Linked DNA regions of Sus scrofa: region 1 is linked to region 2. Evidence: chromatin contacts called from public HiChIP or PLAC-seq data. All regions are on one chromosome and are shown on one strand. Each heading gives the region's core, a stretch centred on a gene start, on an enhancer-like site or on the middle of the called end of the contact. The rest is flanking DNA. Distances are from core to core; before and after follow the strand shown. Region 1 overlaps PDE4C (cAMP-specific 3',5'-cyclic phosphodiesterase 4C). Region 2 holds the start of LSM4 (U6 snRNA-associated Sm-like protein LSm4).

Region 1 (2,700 bases), core at 8-2,507, 89 kb after region 2:
TGGCTCCCTGAGTGGGGGGTGTGGCTGTGGGACAGATGGACCATTTGGTGGCTATTCCTGCCCAGCCCTCTGTGTGGCCCCAGGGAGGATGTTACAAAACAGATATAGTCCATATCTTGGCATCCACATGCCAGGATCCACGACTCTGACTCTGCATCTTTGCCTCCAGCTTTGACCTGGAAAATGGGCTCCCCTGTGGGAGAAGCACCCTGGATCCTCAGGCCGGGTCTGGCCTTGGCAGAATCATCCACTCTGCCCAGCACAGCCAGAGGCGGGAGTCCTTCCTGTACCGCTCAGACAGTGACTACGACCTGTCTTCCAAGACCCTGTCCCGGAACTCTTCCGCGGCTAGCGACCTGTGAGTCTGGCCTGAAGCTGGTGGGATAATACCTCCTTGTACCTTCTTCCATCCTTTATTCCCCCACTCAGTACACCTCCTTCAAGTGACCATTTGAACTGGGCTTTGAAGTTTACATAGGAGTTTGCCAGGCAGCTCACTTATTCAGTCAAGAATACAGAGAATGATATTTCTGTGACCCTCTGTGTTTGACTTTGGGCCGGGGTTGGATGGCAATCCAGAAACATTAAAACCAATCAACAGCAACTGAACAGACACCTTGATTTGAGCTCCCTTGTAGTCATAATTTCCTGCCTCTACTAAGACTGTTTCCTCCTGGAACTCAGGTTCTCTATTTGTGAGATAGGGATAAAGTGAGTGATTGGTCAGAGGGACTATGGCGGCTTTCAGAGAAGAGTCGGGTGAGGAGAGCCCAGGAACTACCAGGGGGATACCCAAAAGAGGTGTCAGGACAAGAGGACGCGCTCAGCTGAGGGCGCAGTGTGGGTAAAAGCTGGAAGATAGGAATGCGTGGGAGGGCTCCTCCTGACCGCCCTTCTATGTCTGGTCTACCCGCAGACACGGAGAAGACCTGATTGTGACGCCCTTTGCCCAAGTGGGTGCCCACCCCTTCCTTCTCCCGTGTGCCTAGCGGGCAGAGCGGAGCCCTCCTTTCCAGTGCTGACCAGCCCGCTCCCGACAGGTCCTGGCCAGTCTGCGGACGGTTCGGAGCAATGTTGCAGCCCTTGCCCACCTGCAAAGCGGTGGGACAGCCAAGTACGCAGAGGGAGGGGATGGGGCGGGGCCTTGCGGAGAGAGGCGGGGCCGAGAACTGGAGAGGGCTGCGCAGGGCTTGTGAAAGAGAAGGGCAGAGCCTGGCGGAGAGGGGCGGGATCAGAAGATAAGGCGGGCCAAGCAGAGGCGGCAAGGGCGGAAAGAGCTCAGCAGGCAACTCGCAGGGAGGGGACGCGGCAGAGGGCGGAGGGGTGGGGCCTGGAGGGCTTGGGGGCGGGGCCATATCGATGGGGCGGGCCACTCCTGAGCGGACTGTACTGCAGGCAGGCATGCGTCGGGAACACCCCGTCTGGCAGTCAGCCCCCTCCACCAACAGGTAATGCTCTTGCTCCAATCCCCTCCTTCTACTGTGGGACAGCTGTGAACTTCCTCTCTAGGGCGACCTCCTCAGCTCATGAATCCTGAGGTGGTGCTGATTGTAAACCACTCCCCCTCCCCGTCCCCCAAATACCCTTGGTGATGAAGAGATCCTGGGGTCCTGAGTGGCCTCGCTGGGAAAGGCTCCAGGATCCAGATGCAGAAATGGGAGCAGGAAGGGCGCTGGGTGACCACGTGGGGGTGGGGCAGGACCCTGACCAGCTTGGCCCCCAGAGGAGACTGGGCAGAAGTTGGCTTTGGAGACACTGGATGAGCTGGACTGGTGTCTGGATCAGCTGGAGACACTGCAGACGCGGCACTCGGTGGGGGAGATGGCCTCCAACAAGGTGAGGAGGGCGGGAACACTGAGCTCACTCGCCTCTGTCCACAGTGCCCCCATCTTCACTGTTCTCACCTTCCCCGGCAGTTCAAGCGAATGCTGAACCGGGAGTTGACTCACCTGTCTGAAACCAGCCGCTCTGGGAACCAGGTGTCCGAGTACATATCCCAGACCTTCCTGGGTGAGCTGTGGTGGGTCGCTGCTTAGGTCACACTGTAGAGATAGGAAGATGGAGGAGAAAGAAAGACTTCTACTACAGACCACAACAGGGAAAGACAGAACCGGACATGGACACCCCTAGCCCCATGGGGCAGGGCTGGACCAGAGGGAAGAACAGAAGGAACTTCCAGGAAGAGGGGGACATTGAAGTTAGGATTTTGAAGCATGAGTAGAAGCTTACCAAGGAGGAGCTGGAGGGAATTGGCTGCATCTCCAGCCTGGGAGATGGAAAGGACTTTTTTTTTTTTTTTTTTTTTTGGTCTTTTTAGGGCTGCACCCGCAGCATATGGAGGTTCCCAGGCTAGGGGGTCTAAGTGGAGCTGTAGCCACCGGTCTACACCACAGCCACAGCAAAGCCAGATCCAAGCCGCGTCTGCAATCTACACCACAGCTCACGGCAATGCTGGATCCTTAGCCCACTGAGCAAGGCCAGGGATCGAACATACAACCTCATGGTTTCTAGTCGGATTCATTTCTGCTGCACCATGGGAACTCCAAGGAAAAGACATTTGACTGGGGAAAAATAGTAAGTTACAGGTGCCCAATTGGCCATGTCCAACAGAAGGGGTCACTGAGGTCAGCCTTGAACAGAGAAGAAGGGTAACTATAGGCCAGATAGCACTTGACTCTGGGATTACATTGGTCAGGGTAA
Region 2 (2,700 bases), core at 142-2,641:
GGTTGCGGGTTCAGTCCCTGCTCCTGCTCAGTGGGTTGACGATCCGGCGTTGCCGTGAGCTGTGGTGTAGGTTGCAGACGCGGCTCGGATCCCGCGTTGCTGTGGCTCTGGCGTAGGCTGGTGGCTACAGCTCCGATTCAACCCCTAGCCTGGGAAACTCCATATGCCGCGGGAGCGGCCCAAGAAATAGCAAAAAGACAAAAAAAAAAAAAAAAAAAAAAGAGGAAGAGTTGAGACACAGAGACACACAAAGAAAAGCACCATGTGATGACAGAGGAATCTGTGCCAAGAACTACAAGGATTGCTGGCAGAGAAGCATGGGATGAATTGCCCCTCAGATCCTTCAGAAAGAACCAACTCTGCTAAAACTTTGATTTCAGTCTTTCGGATTAAGTTTTACTGTTTAAAACCACCCAGTTTGGAGTTCCTGTTGTTGCTCAGCAGTAAGGAACCGGACTAGGTATCCATGAGGACTCAGGTTCAATCCCTGGCCTCAATCAGTGGGTTAAGGAAGCTGCGGTGTAGGCCACAAATGCTGCTCAGATCCTGCATTGCCATGGCTATGGTGTAGGCAACTGTAGCTCCATCCAATTCGACCCCTAGCTTGGGAACGTTCATATGCCATGGGTGAGGACCTAAAAAGCAAAAAATATTCAAATAAAAATAAAAAAATAAAACCACCCAGTTTGATCATTTGTTATGGCAGCCCAAGGAAACTAATACATTTGTCTATTTTGTTTACAGTCTGCCTCCCCAGTGGGCTCCTAAACCTCAGGAGGGCCAGGAGTTTTGTTTGGTTTATTCTCTTCTGTGTTTCCAGGAGGAGGCCCGTAGTAGATGCTCAATAAATATTTATTGCATGTCCGTGTATCAAGTGCTCAGTACGTGCCGGGCACTCTTCTTTTACAAGGCATAAATCACTTGGCACTCATTGCAACCTTCTAAAGCAGACACTATTATTAAGCCCATTTCAAAGGGAAGCAAACTGAGGTTCACACCGGTACGTCTAGCCTATCAAAAGAAGTGCCCTGGACAACGGTCAACTACAATAAAGAGAATCAGAAGAGTAGGAGCTCGAAGGGACACATGGCAATAACCATAGAGCTGCCATTCCTCCATTTGGAAATTGGAGGCACTACCCCGTTTTGCCCACAGCGTGGAGCCCGGAAAAATCACTGAAGATTGCACCTGCGCAGGCGCCCTTACCCACAAGGCCTCCTGCGCCGGCGCACATTGCTCCGCCCCCTTTTGCAGCACTCATAGCGGCACTTTACGACTCTCTCTCTCATTTCTCCGGTAGGAACGCGGCCCGCCCCGCCCCTCGTGTTTAATAGGCCCCGCCTTACTCCGCGTGGATTGGTTGGCCTTCCCATGAGCCTCGTGCTGACTGGCTCGCGTTGCTGCCACTCCATTTCAGCCTAGTGGCGCGCAGAGCTGCAGCTACCGGCGGGAACGTGAGCGGCGGCGGCGGCGGAAGTAGCCCACGAGCCTAGTCCCCGCCGACACCATGGTGAGGGCGGTGCGACGGGGGAGCCGGCCGCCAAGGGCCCTCGGGGCGGTTGTTGGTTCAGGGGCGTTGTGGAGCCAGCCTGTAATCTGGGCCTTGAGTCCTGCCCCTTCGCCCAAGGTGGGGAGGACAGGCCGGAGAGTGGAAGAGCTTCTCCCAGGACACCAAGCACGTCGGTCTCGGGGGAGCTTGGGATTGGATAGAAATGAAATCACAGTATGGCAGTCTGGCAGCAGTCTTCCCATTTTGCAGATGGGGAAACTGAGGCCAGAGAGGAAGGGGACCTGCTGAAGGGCCCGGTGAATGCAGCAGAGTGAGTTTTCGGACGGGGAAATGGCTCCCAGTGCATCCGACCCGATCTGACCTCCTAGACAGTAAAGCTAGAGCACCAGGCAGTAGGGGGCCGGCCTTCTTTCTCAAATTCAGCCAATCTGGGGAATTTCGGGGGTTGTACTGCCCTTGGAATGCTAGCTGCGCAACCTCTTATGCCTCTCCTTTTCAGACTAAAAAGCAGACCCAAAGCAAGGTTAACTTCTTCCGGGGTCACACAGCATATGGTTCCAGGGGAAGGGGGGGCGTTTTCAGCCATGGATGGGCTAACCGTATCCCAGTTTAGAAAACAAAAAAATCGAGGCCCTGGCAGGAAGTCTCCCCAGGGCCATGCCATCTCACAAGTTGTGGAAATTGGAGATCTAAACCAGCGTGCCTGTGTCCCCAGTGAGTGACAGACAGGGAAATGGAGGCCCACACAGAGGAATTGAGCTGGGAGAGAACCTGGCCCATCAGCCCTCGAGTCCTCTAAGATGGTCGCTGCACATTTTTCGGAGCTGACCATGAGGGTTCAGTAATTCTTCTGGTCATTGTAGGGATGGAGAGAAGGGAGCAGCTTCGTTCTCTCTGTTCGTCTCTCTGGAGGGTAGAGTTGGTCTGTGGAAGAATCCATTTGTTAAGCTCCATGGAGATAGGATCTCTGTTTTATCCTCATATATTGCCAGAGCCTAGAACAGTGTCTGTGCAAAGTCTGTGTTCAGGAGTGGCTAAGGCATTACACACTGCCTGTTCCTTGTGGTCGGGGTGGGGCGGAAGCCAAGCCAAGGTCTGGGTGAGGGAGTGGGTGATCAGCAGCTTCCTGAGTTGGGAACCTCAGGACACCATTAAATCCAGTTGTGGAAGTTTCCATTGTGGCACAGCAG

What was found. HiChIP or PLAC-seq counts read pairs in DNA pulled down with a chosen protein or histone mark.
Region 1: a contact with region 2 is called in an H3K27ac HiChIP or PLAC-seq map of skeletal muscle. The contact joins the enhancer-like site here to the promoter of LSM4 in region 2. A contact is called at or near these places in 11 of 47 Hi-C or Micro-C datasets (blood, embryonic fibroblasts, epiblast stem cells and 7 more) and 1 of 2 datasets of contacts at active chromatin or transcription factors (skeletal muscle).

Annotation. Positions count from the first base shown.
Region 1 is chr2:59,587,169-59,589,868 of Sscrofa11.1, forward strand. It overlaps PDE4C (cAMP-specific 3',5'-cyclic phosphodiesterase 4C), which reads left to right. Exons shown (of 17, transcript XM_021083502.1): 4 at 170-358; 5 at 917-953; 6 at 1,041-1,114; 7 at 1,396-1,448; 8 at 1,724-1,836; 9 at 1,917-2,010. Among named protein-coding and RNA genes, the nearest start is that of RAB3A, 16 kb to the right of the region's middle. Within about 2 kb of position 1,258, at least 47 of the 83 cell types and tissues checked have an H3K27ac peak or open chromatin away from gene starts, as enhancers often do. A contact at or near this core is called in omental adipose tissue, retroperitoneal adipose tissue and skeletal muscle, where this site is marked.
Region 2 is chr2:59,498,169-59,500,868 of Sscrofa11.1, forward strand. It overlaps LSM4 (U6 snRNA-associated Sm-like protein LSm4), which reads left to right and starts at 1,392. Exons shown (of 5, transcript XM_021083528.1): 1 at 1,392-1,510. The coding sequence starts at 1,508.